Linked DNA regions of Mus musculus: regions 1, 2 and 4 are each linked to region 3. A link is a contact called in public HiCAR-type and promoter capture Hi-C data. All regions are on one chromosome and are shown on one strand. Each heading gives the region's core, a stretch centred on a gene start, on an enhancer-like site or on the middle of the called end of the contact. The rest is flanking DNA. Distances are from core to core; before and after follow the strand shown.

Evidence for each region. Promoter capture Hi-C pulls out the DNA fragments that hold promoters and counts their contacts. HiCAR-type assays count read pairs that join an accessible place to other places.
Region 1: a promoter capture Hi-C map of hippocampal neurons shows a contact between it and region 3, with 4 times the contacts expected there. The contact joins the promoter of 5330439B14Rik here to the promoter of Pyroxd1 in region 3. A contact is called at or near these places in 4 of 39 promoter capture datasets (hippocampal neurons, liver and stem cell-derived epiblast-like cells) and 1 of 9 other capture datasets (adipose tissue).
Region 2: a HiCAR-type map of kidney shows a contact between it and region 3, with 3 times the contacts expected there. The contact joins the enhancer-like site here to the promoter of Pyroxd1 in region 3. A contact is called at or near these places in 3 of 39 promoter capture datasets (the 3T3-L1 cell line, cranial neural crest and stem cell-derived epiblast-like cells), 19 of 484 Hi-C or Micro-C datasets (the AML12 cell line, the AtT-20 cell line, the G1E-ER4 cell line and 10 more), 3 of 115 datasets of contacts at active chromatin or transcription factors (astrocytes, embryonic stem cells and kidney) and 1 of 9 other capture datasets (adipose tissue).
Region 4: a contact with region 3 is called in a promoter capture Hi-C map of liver, with 2.4 times the contacts expected there. The contact joins the enhancer-like site here to the promoter of Pyroxd1 in region 3. A contact is called at or near these places in 18 of 39 promoter capture datasets (the 3T3-L1 cell line, 3T3-L1-derived adipocytes, the HPC-7 cell line and 9 more), 18 of 484 Hi-C or Micro-C datasets (the 3T3-L1 cell line, the HPC-7 cell line, bone marrow-derived macrophages and 11 more), 2 of 115 datasets of contacts at active chromatin or transcription factors (astrocytes and bone marrow-derived dendritic cells) and 4 of 9 other capture datasets (adipose tissue, liver, macrophages and 1 more).

The regions. Positions count from the first base shown.
Region 1 is chr6:142,613,113-142,616,841 of GRCm38.p6, forward strand. It overlaps 5330439B14Rik (RIKEN cDNA 5330439B14 gene), which reads left to right and starts at 1,483. Exons shown (of 2, transcript NR_037679.1): 1 at 1,483-1,818. It overlaps Abcc9 (ATP-binding cassette, sub-family C (CFTR/MRP), member 9), which reads right to left. Exons shown (of 40, transcript NM_011511.2): 31 at 1,302-1,404.
Region 2 is chr6:142,043,442-142,047,152 of GRCm38.p6, forward strand. No RefSeq gene overlaps it. Among named protein-coding and RNA genes, the nearest start is that of Gm6614, 37 kb to the left of the region's middle. Within about 2 kb of position 2,365, at least 2 of the 459 cell types and tissues checked have an H3K27ac peak or open chromatin away from gene starts, as enhancers often do. A contact at or near this core is called in astrocytes and kidney, where this site is marked.
Region 3 is chr6:142,344,253-142,347,843 of GRCm38.p6, forward strand. It overlaps Pyroxd1 (pyridine nucleotide-disulphide oxidoreductase domain 1), which reads left to right and starts at 1,445. Exons shown (of 12, transcript NM_183165.3): 1 at 1,445-1,555; 2 at 3,306-3,386. The coding sequence starts at 1,481.
Region 4 is chr6:142,736,381-142,739,985 of GRCm38.p6, forward strand. No RefSeq gene overlaps it. Among named protein-coding and RNA genes, the nearest start is that of Cmas, 19 kb to the right of the region's middle. Within about 2 kb of position 2,076, at least 3 of the 459 cell types and tissues checked have an H3K27ac peak or open chromatin away from gene starts, as enhancers often do. A contact at or near this core is called in liver, where this site is marked.

The DNA.
Region 1 (3,729 bases), core at 233-2,732, 270 kb after region 3:
AGGGAGGGTCTTTTCCACTGGTAATGAAGAGTCTCCACCACTTTTGCCAACCAATGAGAAGTCAGAGTAACTAAAGACATGGGCGGTGTAAGACTATCAATCTGTATCAATGTATTTTATGACCACTCTTGAACTTGGGAGTCTTCATTTTGACCCCTTTAAACTTCTTATATCATCTACCTTCTCTGGTTATGGGTTTGTTTTGTTTTTTTTTTTTAAATCTGCATCTGGTTGGAGATACAAATAATCTACAGCAGGGACTTAGATTAACTTGACAAACCCTACAGTCGCCTGGCTAGAGAGTTCCAGTGAGGGGTTATCTACACTGGGTAGTCCTTGGGCATGTCTGTGGGAAACTGTGTCCATTAAGTTAATTGATGTAGAAAGTCCTATACCACTGTGGGCAGTGCCACCCCCTAGGCAGGGGGTGTAAGAGTAGAGGAAGCAAGTGCGTGAGATTGTATTGCCCCCCCCCCCCTCTCTCCCTCTCCCTCTCTCTCTCTCCCTCTGCCCTTGACGGTGGTTATGATAGGACTAGTTCTTTAAAGTTTCTTCCTTGACTTCCCACAATGAGGGAGGCTAAGCAGGAATTGTAAGCTGAGATAAGCCCCTTTCTTCCCTCACTTGTGTTTTGATAGCATATTTTATCACAGCAACAAATCAAGCTAGACTTGCATACTAGGGCAATTCCGGCGCCTTCATTGTTATTTTAGGGACACGTCCATGAGGTACATGTTCTTATTCTTACTTTATAAGTGAAGAGGGATCTGGCACAGCAAGAACTTAATCTGGGACATGAAGTCCATACTGTGCCAGAGTCTGTGCTTATTCCTGTGTGTCACACAGGAGAGAAGACAGCAGTAGATGACTTAGTGGCTGACAGTTTTGTACTAACGTAACCCTCCATTGGCTTAAAACAAAAAAATCCACCTTCCCTTACAAGCTTGTCTGGATCAGTGAAGGACATCAGTGTACCTGGTCACTTGTCTTACAAAAAAAAAATGGCATTGTATAAATATTTACTATCCTGTGAACTTAGGTAGTTCGGAGGGTATAGAGAACACAGAGTGATTTTTGCTTTGGGGGCATTTTTGTGTGTGTGTGTGTGATTAGCTACAACATGAAAATAAATTTCATTTGGAACAAAACCAAACCTGATCTATTTTAAAGTCCAGTCAATGGAGGCCTGGTCCTGACTCTCCGTAGAAGGCTAGTTCCACCAAACATCTGCCTCTCCACGCGAAGCCTCCTGTCTGTTTGGTTTCCATTACGAAATCGCACAAGGAACATAATGAACGTACCGTCCTGACCTCCAGCCATCTGTTGGCTGCTGAGAGAAATAAGTAGGCAATGTTGTTCGTGTCTGTCAGCTCCAGCATGCGTTGCTTGAATCTGGTTTCATGCCTACAGAAAACAAAGACACCACAATGTTAGTCACCTAACAGGAGAATTAGAAAAAGCCAGTCACTGTTAACTACTGAATGGTTTGTAACAGAGTGACACATGGATGGGATGCGTGACAGGCGAGTGGACTCCAGAGTTGCTCTGCTGAGTTCTGGATAGAGTCCAAGAGGGCAAGTGTTTGCTCCATTTTCATGCTACAGCTATGAAAAGAAGCCATTGCGATGACAACTCTTCATTAAAAGTCACCACAGTATTGATGGATCCAATGTTGTGAGACTTGGCCTATGCCATCCGGGCTACAGAAATCACAGTATGTTCTACCTGTGTTTGAGGCATTTATTTCATTTTTCCAAATGATGTTGAGCTGGGCTGGATGAGAACCAATGGAGACAGAAAACCATACATTTACAACAGGTAAATATATCCCTTCAAATATATTCTTTTTCTTTGGCTCTTTTTTTTTTTAACCAAAGAAAGAAAGTAGGGTGCCAAGGAGCAGAAGATAGAGGGATCTTCTCACAGATGGCTGGCACAGCACAGGGTCTGTTTGCAGTGACCCTGTGAAAGCGAAGGAGATTTACTTTGGGTGATCTGAATAGAGACAGAGGGTGGGGAGAGGGAAGGGTCAAGCCAGGCTTCCCAGAGCACAGAAAAGATTGTCTTGGTATAGCTTTAGGGGTGAAGCTGGGTTTTGAGGGTGAACAAGGCACTGTAAATACTCTGAGTGGCATCAGAGAAAATCCTCCATCCTCTAGGGTTGGGAGATTTCTCACCCTAATAGTCGTGGTGATGGAGAGACATCAGATGTCCATGGGAAACTTAGGCTCATCCCTGTTGCTCAACATGATCAAACACAATTCTGTGTGGCTTACTTTACTAGCAGAACTAGCAATAACCTTCAACAAGCGTATGTCCTGTGTGAGCACGTCTCACCCTATACTTCCAACCCCTTGCACTACCATGTACAATGAATATATGCCATAGAAAGTTTGTTTTAAAAGTTAAGAAGACCCTTAAGCACTTGAACATCCTGGGTATGATTTCACACATACACACTAAAAAGAAAAAGAAACATATCTCTTCTACGTAACAAACATATCCTGACTTTGTAATCACTTTCCTTAAATAATAGACAAAACAGAGCTGACAAGCAACTGGTTTGAAAGTTGGTGCCATACCCAGCTGAGTTAGCTTCTTTCCTCCCTGTGGCCACAGCTGTTCTGACATAAGCCATCTATAGGTCATTTTGTAAGGAATTACTGACCCACTCACTAGTGAGCCCTACTTGCTAAAAGAATCCCCCCATTCCTGTAAAATCTTCCAGTAAAATTGCAAAACTTTTAAATAACTCATCACTTGTATCAAAGAACGAAGAAGTCCTGGGCGGGGTACATTTGGCCCACCATCAGAGTCCATACAGGCCAATATAAAGCAGATACTTGGTATCTCTCCAATCAATCTGACCATTCTAGTATGCCAAGCCAGAGAGATAATTTGGTGAGACAGCAGTGTCTGATCTACAACGATCAGAGTTTAGCAGTAAGAGCCAAACCATTACTTCAATTTGAGTTATGCAGCCTTGAACTAAATGCCACGTCCAGGGGGACCTATGTCAAAGAATGGCAACACCATGGCTTGGGACTGAACAGTCCAAGGAGCGTGTCTGTCTTCCACGTGACCTTAGGAGGGGTGACTATAGTGAGGAGCTAGAAGACAGAATGCCCTCTGAGGCCCTAGGATTCACAGCAACAGTGAGAACAAACTGTGGTCTTTGTAAGGCTCACATTTCCATGCTTGCCAGGAACGTGCCAGGTAGACTTGCTTGCTAGAGGAATATCGGCTATATTTGCATCTAAGCATCCTTTCTCCACAGCAAGGAAGACACTGTGCTAGGTTCTGGAGATATACAATGAACAAGATGTGTCTTTCTCAGGGTGGGAGAAATCTTGCTAGCTAGTGAGTCTGAGGCAGCCCAGGACCTTCTTTCATGAGTCTAAGAGCATAAAGGAGAGATTTACATTGGAGGATCTGAATAGAGAACCAGGAAGAGGGGGTGGGGAGAAGGCAAGGGCTAACCCTGGCTTCCTGGAGAACAGGGAAGACGTCTGGGAGTAGGTTTTATTTGGGGGAGGGGGCAGGTTTCTGGGGTGAACTAGTTATTGTAGGTACCCTAACAGGAAACAGGAGTGAGAAGATCCAGGGTTCTCCAGGATAGGTGTTCTCACCACCCCAGACAAATGCATCCAGTAGATCAGAGCTTGGGGTCCTGACAGTGTGCTCTGTCTGGGACCTGCTTCCCCCTGCTGAGCTGTGTCGTTTCTATCA
Region 2 (3,711 bases), core at 1,115-3,614, 300 kb before region 3:
ATACGTGTTTGGCTTAAACTTTGTGCTTTCCATAAAACAAGTCCACCTCCAGAGTGCCATCAATGTTAGCCCGGAGATTGGATCCTAGTCAAGAGACACTGCCAGGGGTCACTAGAGCTTCCTGGAAGGGTCCCTGTGCTACAGAGTTGCAGCATGGATTCATCACACATCTGTTTGCAGTTGAAGAAGACCCTGGCAAGCAGGAGGAGAATTCAGCCTCAAGACTCCTTCCTGTATCCCACAGATGGGCCCCTACCTAAGCCCCAGGAACACCACAAAGTTATAGCCCTGCTACTAACTGTTTTCATGAAGATTCAGAAAGTCCCATGGTTGCAACTTCTAGTCACAAGAGAAAGAGGGGGATGAGATGCCAAAGGTTTTTAATTTAGGCTCCATTTTAGAGAACCTACCCTAAGTTTGAACTCAGGTAGACTAACAGACTAGTATAGCATTAGTTTCCAAGTTGACCCCCAACAGAACCTGAGCCTACCTCCAGTCTCTAAGCTAATCCCCAACAAGAGCAGAGTTTCCAGGTTACACCCCCAACAAGACCAGTGTCTTCCGATTATTCCCCCAGTAAACCTGCAGCCCAGGTTACAAGCCCAGCTTCTATCTAATGACCACCAATGCAGAGGGGAGCAGGAGTTAAGTTTATGATAGGACTCCCAGCACCAGCCAATTATGTTAAAGGCCACGGCAGCTTTTCAATTAGGTGCTTGCACATGTATTCCCTGCTTGCTGCTTACTATAAAGCCTTGCCCCAGTAGATATTTGAGGCTCCCCCCCCCACCAAAAACCGTCCTGTGTGAGGGTGGTGCATTTGGGGGGCCCTGGCTAGCTCAAATAGAATAAAGACCCTGCTATGAGTTGCACCAGATTGGCTCCTATGTGTGTTTTGGGAGATCACTAACATTTCCCTAGCACAACAAAGGGATACAATAATATGACTCCTGGAAATTTTCTATATTGATTACTTAACTTACAAAGAGGGGCACTCTTCTATATACTTAGGTAATATGTAGAAAATATTAAATTCAGTGCTTTATTTCTCGGTCTAACCTTAAAATTATAGCAATAATAAATTAATTATTTTAATATTTTTTAGGTTTATTTATTTTTATTTCGTGTATATAGTATTTTTGCCTGCCCACAACATGTGTGTAGTGCACATGGAAGCCAGAAAAGGGTGTCAGGTTCCCTGTAAATGGATTTACAGATGGTTGTAAATAGCCATGTCAGTACTGGGAATTGAATCCACCCCCTCTGCAAGAGCAGCCACTGTTCATAACTGCTGAGGTGTAGCTCTAACTCCTTAAGCAAAATCAGATCCCTAGGTGAAACAATTATTTGATAAAATGTATTGTGTAGCATTACATTTTAAAAGCTGTTCTATAAATCTCAAATATTTACAAGTTCAAGATGGACAAATTCCCGTCATGGAGACAGGAGGTAGACACAAAACCCCATTCCTAGCTAAAAAGCTTTCTGCAGTTAATAGCTATTGGGAGAGGGAGAGTAGGGTTTTTTTTAGCAGTATGACGCATGATGGGCTTCAGACGGTCTGGAGAAGGCCACTCCAAGAGCATACAGACAGCACAAGCTATAGTTGATGAGTTGTACAAAATGAAGAAGGCCCAAATTTGGGTGAGTAACAAAGTAGGCATGGGTCAAAATGGTGAATATGGTCAAAATTTATTGTGTAAGGAAAAAAAAATAATAACTATTGGTACTTGGACTCTGATTGAATGTTTTTTAAATGTTTCCAGGTATTCTGAATACAGTGCCAATGATTGGTCCAATCATTGGCTTTATCATACAAACACATGTTGCTCAGATGTATATAGACACTGGGTATATAGACCTAAGCAAACAGAATCACATAAGAGACCAGGAGAATGTCTCTCAAATACCAGCCACCACACCTCAGAGTTACTGGTTTAACTACTTTTTTAATGGTCCTTTGATTGCTCTGTTTTAGAAATTGTAAGAGAAGAGAATGGACCCATATATGTAACAAAGCAACATTTATTATTTGCCTATGCCATGCTCCAAGTCAGTATAAAGTAGGGCATTTGGAACAATCTTACTGTAGGTGACTATATCAAAAGTAACCTGGTCATACAGTCAAATTAGTTGCACATTCACTTTCTGGTGAACTAGATTGAAAATGTGTGAGTTGCAGATTGAAGCTTCTGGAAGGTGCTGTGGAACTATGGGAGTGAAGAATGGCTGGAGGAGCTTGAACCACGGAGGGCCAATTCCATTTGATGCTTTCCTGCCATACCCACTCCAGTGGAAACTGTGTGACAAACCCAAAAGCTTGAATGCATTCCTGAGGCAAAAAGTTTCATGGAAACTAGTCTCCGGGAGCCTTGGCATCCCTTAGCACGAGTGCTCCAAACTTGTTCTTGCATCAGTCAATGAATGGTTCTGTGTGCTTTCTTTCAGTATTGTTTTATTATAAGTGCCTCCAAGGAATGATTTGACAAATACCTAACTTAGATTGAACTTTGCTTCCTGGCCTTCACAAAATGTCCTAGGTAGCCCTTGAGCCAACCCTGGGCTTGGAATTTTGTAAGAATGTTACTAATTCAGATGAAATGCCTCAAGTGTTGATAGTTAGAAAACAGGCATTGCAGTTTGTGGGATAGAAGCTAGAAAACTCAGAGCTAGTTCAAAACAGTAAAGTTAGAATTCTCATTATAGACATGAATGGCAGCCTACATTACATAATAGTAGAAAGAAGGTAGGTTGTGGTTTAAGGAGGAAGTGGAGCATTGCATTATTCATGAAAAAGTTAGTAGAACAGAAATTCCCTTGTGCATGTTTTTCACTAGGCCCAAAGGAATAGCATAATTAGGTATTTACTTAGGGACCTGGTGGTGGGTTAGACAATAGACTAGAATTGCACCTGGACATATTAGCCCTTTCACCTGGCTCATGTGAATAGCTGATTTTAGATAGGGCTGATCTTATCTCAGTTATAAACACTGCCTGGTTCCTGCTAACTTTTATGCATTTTCTTTGTTTTGTGTAAAGAGCCATTGTGCATCTCAATGTACCTTGGCTGATGTATTGTCTAACTTCCTTGTTTTTCTTCTGTGTTATAAGTCTAATGCTTGCTTTTGAGATATTACATTCAGATACAGCACTCCCTTGTCTGTTTGTCATTTTTCACCGATTCATTGCCTACCTGAGAACCAGGATCCTGATTCTCCTTCAGGTTGACAGACTGACTGAGTACAGTCCACGGCACTTTCCCTGGTCTTAACAGAACATTTGGCATAGGGTCCCCTTCAATTAGAGGATGAGGAAATGCATCCCCATAACTGTTCTTGTCTCTTAAAGCATCCCTTTCTTCATCCTTTAGAGAAACTCTCCAACATGTGGAAACTATCTCAAGTTCAAATCTGTCCCATAAATTCCACGTCTATCCTCATAACATCACTTACCATTCCCCCAAAGTCAGTAAAAGTTAGACCTGCCTTTAGCTTATGTTTGTAGACACTCACCCTAGAGATTACATTTCTTCATTCTGCAACTTCAAGACCTTCAAGATCGGTCTATCGTCAAATCCTTCCTGATTATCTTCAACCCTCTATTTCCACAAAGCACTCTCCATGCTCTGCAACACACACACACACACACACACACACACACACACACACACACACACACACACACACACACATATGAATGATATTATCAGGT
Region 3 (3,591 bases), core at 195-2,694:
CTTTTTTGCTGTTTCGCTTTAAAGTCCAAAAGGCCTACTTATTCTTTTTATTCTTGACCATCCCTTCACTGTTTTGTTATTGTTTTTTTTTTATGTTCTAAAGTAAAACAGCAAATGGTGAATGGATACAGTTTGAATATTAGTTAATATTTCTATTTATGTTGATGAGTAACATGTCCAACAGAAGTTCTAACTATGATAAACAAATGAATCAGGTGTGTTTACATGTGGGTATTACAAATAGAACTATTTTACTGAGATCACCAACCACTGAAGTCACCAGAAATAGTAGCTGGGGTCGTGTCAAGGAGCTTACGACTTTGGTGTAGTTGGGATGAAGTAAAGCAGGGTAGGTTTAAACTCATAAGATGTTTTTGGGCTACATAGAGGCAACTCCTTTCTCCATTTTACAGTTATTAAAGTTATTGATGAGGAGCGGCAGCTTATTGAGGGAAAGGAGTTGCAAAAAGCTGACGTTGTGTGTGCTAAGAAAAGAAAGAAAGCAGCGGTGTCATTCAAAGCTGAGGAGCAAATGGTCTCCTGTAAAACGATGAAGCAGTGTATATCTATAATGAGATATAGAGTCCCTGTTACCCAGATTGGCCATCCTCAGAGTTTAAAGAATTAAAGAGGCATCAATAAATACCAGTGTTAGACAGAGACGATTAAAAAAGGCCTTAATATTAAAATCAAACCGCCAAGCGAGACAATCCACAAGGGCACAAAGATTAACAGCAAGGTAAGAGAGGATACTGCAGAGGAAAGAGGTGAAAACAACTCAGCCATTTCTGAACGCCATTCCTCAGGCAAATGAACACTAGGAAACTATAACTGTTAAGAAATGCTATGTTTTTGCACCTGTACATTTTTACTGAGCTCAGAATTGGAAGTTAGAGGCTAACTTCTTCAACTATTCAACAGTATTTGATTGTCATAAAGATGTCATAAAGAATGAGTTTTCAAAGGCCGGGCATGGTGGCGCACGCCTTTAATCCCAGGACTCGGGAGGCAGAGGCAGGCGGATTTCTGAGTTCGAGGCCAGCCTGGTCTACAAAGTGAGTTCCAGGACAGCCAGGGCTATACAGAGAAACCCTGTCTCGCAAAAAACAAAAACAAAAACAAAAAGAATGAGTTTTCACAATATCCCATTGCTATGTGAAGGGCAGCAATCGAGACTATTCCAGAGGATTCGAGTTCTTCCCCTACAGAATAAGAAGAGGCTCGCATGAAAGTCCCCTAAGGCAGGGGCAACCAGAGTTCAAGATGTGGGCGTGGTAACAGCCGGAAAGTCTGCCTCCAGATTTTCAAACGCAAAACACGTGGGAAATACTCATACGGACTAAGTGTGAGCTTCCGGGCACCCGTAGTCCAATGTCAATGGCCCGAGCGCCGGAAGTGATTTGTGGGCAGCGTCTCTTCCGGGTAGAAAATAGCTGGAACTTTCACCAGTGTTCAGTCTGCCGCCAGCCCCCGGGGAACTATGGAGGCCCCGCGACCGGCAGGGACATTCGTGGTGGTAGGAGGTGGCATCGCTGGCGTCACGTGTGCCGAGCAGGTTCGTGGGCGCGTGCTCCGCCCCTTCTGGACCCTGTTGTCGTGGTTACGGGAGATTGCGGCGGGCGGCACCGCTTCGCGGGTCGCTCTTCCGGCTTTTCCCCACGCCCACTCGGCGGCGCCGCTGGTGGGGAGGCTGCGCAGAGCCCCGTTGTAGCGTTTGGGGCCAGGAGTAGACAGTGCCTAATTAGCTAGGAATCCAAAATCGAACCAGACTCCGGGTGGAATAGTGTGCCAGTGGGCAGGAGACCTTGGCGTTTGGACAGAAAATTCTCCCACTTTTCAGATTTCCTTCACACATGAAATTTAGTTTCTTGATAAGTGCCACGACGTTAATAAATAATTTCAACGTTACCTTGAACTCCAAAGATAAAATTTCATGTCTAGCAGAAGTTTGGGGCAAAGGACTACAGATGAGGAAATTCTAATCATGATAAACAAATGAATCAGATGTGTTTACATGTGCGTATTACAGAAAAGAACTATTTTGTTGCGATCACCAACCGCTGAAGTCACCAGAAATAGTAGCAGGAAGTGTTTTTTGAGTTGTTAAACTTGGGTGGTGCAGCTCCTGTTTATCCATCAAAGAGTTCATATTCCAAGTCACGTCATCACTGTGTTACCTTAATCTTAGGAGTTACTGGTAGGAGTGAATTAAGGTAAGGGGTAATTAACTTCTCTTAATGTGTAAAGATTACCAAATAGAGAAGAAAAACATACTCCACAGTGTAGCCTTCATGGGAAGAAAGCATGACTTAAATTGCAAGCAGAGAAGCTGATAAGAGACAGAAGCAAGGAAGACTGCCAGAGTTCAGACCACATAGGTTGATACGACTTGCTGTGTTTAATGAAAGTCTGCAAATAGATGGTTTCGAGTTAGGGGTGAAAGCTTTGTAAATTTGATTAGCTACAGTGTGTGTGTTAAGGGCAAATGGTCGACAGCTGTGTGAAGCAGGAAGCTAACCTGTAGATAGTTCTCAGGAGTATTAAGTTTTGAGAACTTGATCCAACAAGAAATGTACAAGATAGATTACAGAATATGAAGAGGAAACAAAGGCAGAGAGTGGTCAGATATAGGACATTCAAATAGGTTGAGTCACAGGACTGTTGTATGGCCTGAGGGCGTGGGGTTGAGGGTGCTGAGCTTCGTGGGACATGAGCAGGGACATGGGACAGGCAGTGGAACAGAATCCAAGATGAGCAAACGACCACCCCCCTCCGGAGTGTAGGGAAAAGGTAGAAATCGTGAAACTGCTGCATGTTAAGTCTTTGTGTTTTGTTAAGCTAAGGTTCAAATGGCTCTGTCTTCCCTGAGTATGTACTAGTCAGAGAGGGAGTGTGAGGGCCATGGGAAGAGTGATGCTGAGATTCTGTCTCATATCGCAGCCTTGCTTTAATTTTATCCTCAGCGAAGGCAAGTAAAAACACTACTTTAAAATGAATGGAAGTAAGTAAGCAGTCTGTAATTGGCTGTATAGCTTTAAACTGGTATATGGAATAAGTCGGCCAAAGATACTGCTGTAGTGGTTTTAGGTCTTTGTTCTCCTTTATCGTGACTGTACTGTTCATCTTATCACTGTAAGGGTTTACCATCACCAGTGCTGTGGCACTGTGGCTAACACTCAGAATAACACGATTTTACATGTGAGACACTGACGGTTTATTACTTACAGTGCCATAGCACCATGACAGCATCATTTACTCAGTAATGCCTGATGTTCTCTCTCCTGTCCTTTCTCCTTAAAACTCAGCTGGCTGTCAGTTTCCCAGAGGAAGACATTCTCCTAGTCACAGCCTCTCCTGTTATCAAAGCCGTTACAAACTTCAGACAGGTGAGAGGCTCGGCGGAAGATGTGACACAGTTCCCTTTGAACTGTGTGTTGAATTTGTTCTGTCTTGAGAAGTCTGAAGCTTTTTTTCCATTAAAAGTCTACATGTTCAATTGTTCAATGTATATTAGATAGTTACTTTTAACTGAACTAGAAAATTCTGAGATTTTAACTTTTATCTCTTAATAAGACAAATCTCATTGTGTGT
Region 4 (3,605 bases), core at 826-3,325, 390 kb after region 3:
GAGAAAACAGAATATATGAGCATATATATATAGGAGTGTGTGTATATGTGTGTGTACATATGAATAAGTGTGTGCACATGTACGTGTGCATATGTGTGTATATGTGTTTATGTGTGTATATAAGTATGTGTGCACATGTGCATGGGCATGTGTGTGTGTGGTGTGCGTGTGTGTATGTGTGCATATATGTTTGTATGTGTGTATGTATGGGTATGTGTGTATGTGCATGTTTAGATGTGTATATAAGTGTGTGTGCATGTTTGTGTGTGTGTGTGTGTGTGTGTGTGTGTGTGAGCATACATGTGTACTGAGTACTATCCTACAGGAAGCAGAAGAGACTAAGTGGAGGAAGCAGAACCAGCAACAAAACTCTCACTATGTCTTTCGAGGCATGGGGTATAGTGCAGTTGGTAGAGTGCTTCCTTAGCACGCATAAAGCCCTGCACCCCATACACTGAACAGGATGGTAACATGCCTATAAGCCTATATTGCTTAGATTTGATCTCAGAGTTTGGGATAAAGATACAGGAGGATCAGGAGTTAAGTCATCTTTGTAGATATATATGTATATATGGCAAGTTTGAGGCTAACCTGGGCTACATGAGGCTCTGCCTCAAAAATAATATACATAAATTAATGAACCTGACCAGCTAGAGTCAGCCTCATAAATATAAATTTAGAGCACAATTCAGTGGAGGAAGAATTCGAGTTAATAAGGCTAGAGGACTAAAAGCCATGTGGAATGCTAGCGATGTAATAGCAGATTTACATAAAGCAGATCTGGCAAAACGTAAAGATTGAAGGTGCTCAACAAGGAGAGTTGTGTAGGGCTCGGTGGGGTCTCATCCCATTGACTAAGAAAACTAAGTAAAACTGATCCAAAAAGCATACTTTGAGAATGAATTCCCAGTACAATTTATTTAATTATAAATCCATATGACTTGTTATTTATATATACAAAAAATTACGTTTAATTTGACCTTAAAACATTCTGAGAAATTTACTAGTCAACTCTTGTGAGCTGGCTCTAGCCAGCCCTGAAGGGAAAGAGTCCAGAGCACAGGAGATTCCTCCCCTCCCTCCCACTCTCTCTCCCTCCTTCAGCGTGGACTTCCCAGCCTTCCAGCCATGCACGTTATCAAGGAGGGACCCAAAGTGCCAGATACGCTTTCATTCTGCTGAGCTTCTCACTGCAGCTCCCAACTGCACACAGCATGCTGGACGGCAGTGACAATCACAATGACAATAGCAATGAGCTCAACTGCAGTCACCAGACTCTAAGGGCACACTATCTGCTGGCCACTTGTGACTTCCATTAAGCTTTGTTAACTTTGACATCTCAAATTACTCAGCTAGGAGAGCCACAGAATGGGGTTTGAATCCAGGTCTATCTTCAGCACAAATATTTTTCAACCGAAGTGAAAGGCAACTGAGGATCAAGGTCCTTTCTGTGTGTCAGGAATTATTTCATGTAGGGGACCGGAGTGATGGCTCAGCGGTTAAGAGCACCAGCTGCCCTTGCAGAGCACCCAAGTTATGTCCCCAGAACCCATGGTGGGTGGCTCACAACTGCCTATAACTCCAGCTTGAAGAGATCCAATGCTTTCTTCTGCCTTCTGCAGGCACCTGCCTTCATGAACACATAATTTAACATAAAATAAATATTCTTAAAATTATCTCATCTTAGCAGAGTTCATCATGATGCTAGGCCAGGTGCCTGAAGGACTGGCTTATGTGAAGCTAAGGCCTTAGCTAGTTAATCATAGTGAGTCTAGGATTAAGGTAGACAAGTCAGGCTCAATTCTCACCCCATACATGACAAAAGAAACTTCCACATCAAGCCAATGAACCTCTAATTCAAATCACACACACACACACACACACACACACACACACACACACACACACACACAAAAGCCTTTTGTCACAGCCTTTTGCCCAATTCCTACATTTGTGCCAGTTTACAAAATCAAAAACTTTGGAATGAGACCGAAAACCTTTGTTCTCAGTCAAACATTTTGTGTGGTTAATATTTCTCCCAGCCTTTCCCTAGAGGGATCTCTAGCTTCTAACCAGGGTATCTTTACACAAGACAAAATCAATTGCTCAGAGCTATGGGAGACTTCCAGAGGCTGCGTATGAAATGACAATGGCTGTAGGTGACCATAAGTGCTGCTCACTAGAGTAGAGGCTTATAGAGGCCAGGGACCACTCTATGTCCATACCACAGATCCCTGAACAGAACTTGTGTGATTTTCACAGTTCCAGAACATATAGTCGGATTTAGCACTCTTAGCAGTAGGTGTAATGTCAACAAGCATTCCTTGATCCATGACATTGGAACGCTGGTGGTGGGAAAAGCCAAACGTGCCCGCCAGAGCCCCTTTCATTTAAGAGCAATGGCGACCTGAGTCAAGGCTGCATTCCTGGAGAACTGCCAAGGTTAGTGTGACACCAAAACCATGAAACATGCAAGAGGGGTCAAAGGGCTCTGGCAGGACAGAGCATAGCAAGCTTGGTGCCCACCAACAGGTTTTGCCTTTCTCTCTGCCCCCCTGGCTAAACCACAGATTACATGCCCTATGCGATCCACCAAGGTGTAGTCCCTTATATGGCCACTTCCTCCTCCTGAGGTTGACTACCAAGGTCCAAATGTCAAAGTATTGATGTCTGGCAACCAGAAGCCCCCTTTTGGCTGCCATAATTAACATGCCACAGAAGCTGACATAGGAGGTCACAGTTTCAGAGGAAAGAATGCTCTCAGCCAGAGACACAACAATGACTCCACTGATTGTCACCTCTCCACGCTGCACTCCTCAGGCAAAGACTGAAGTATGGTGTCAGCTTTTGTGCCTGGTCCTGTTTCTCAAAGGGAAACTAAGCAACTACGCCACAATAAAATCAGAGTCTCTCTAGAATGCAGACGATCTATGGGAGCATTTCAGTGCCTTGATGTTAAGGTCAATGGGGAAAAAAACCACAAGATTCAGACAAATCCTTCAGGAGTCAATGCTTGGGTCATCCTATCCTATACTGAGGTGCCTAGTAGAGAAGAAAAAAAAAAAGACTATAAATTGAGTGATATAGGAAGGTAGTGATAAACACTAGCTAAGACATGTGAGCAGTTATTGGACAATAACCTGGAATTGTGTAGGTCTTCTAATGTTGTGATATAATCAAGACGCTTTGACTTTATTAGTACCACATTAACTATTCCCCCTCCTATTTAAGTTACAAGATGTTGGCGGAAGAGTGACCCCCCGAAATCCTTCCAAATGAGGAGGGATGTGGCCTCCTCATTTATTTGCGCACGTAGTGGTCGCGATGCCTAGATGGAGCCGTGGCTTCCCTGTTACCCTGGTCTGAAGATTAAGTGTGAACTAGCAGAAGGTGTGTGGGGCGAGTTTCATAAAGAAAAGCCAAGGAAGCGAGTTTCATAAAGAAAAACTGACAACTTCTGGAACATTTGCAGTGAGGCCTGCGATAAATTTTCCAAAGACAGCGTGAGAATGGAAGTCAGTAATATGAAGATATAAAATTTCACAAATATGTATCACGCAGCATATTCCTGTAACATTTTAATTCTGTGAGTCAACTCCTTAAGA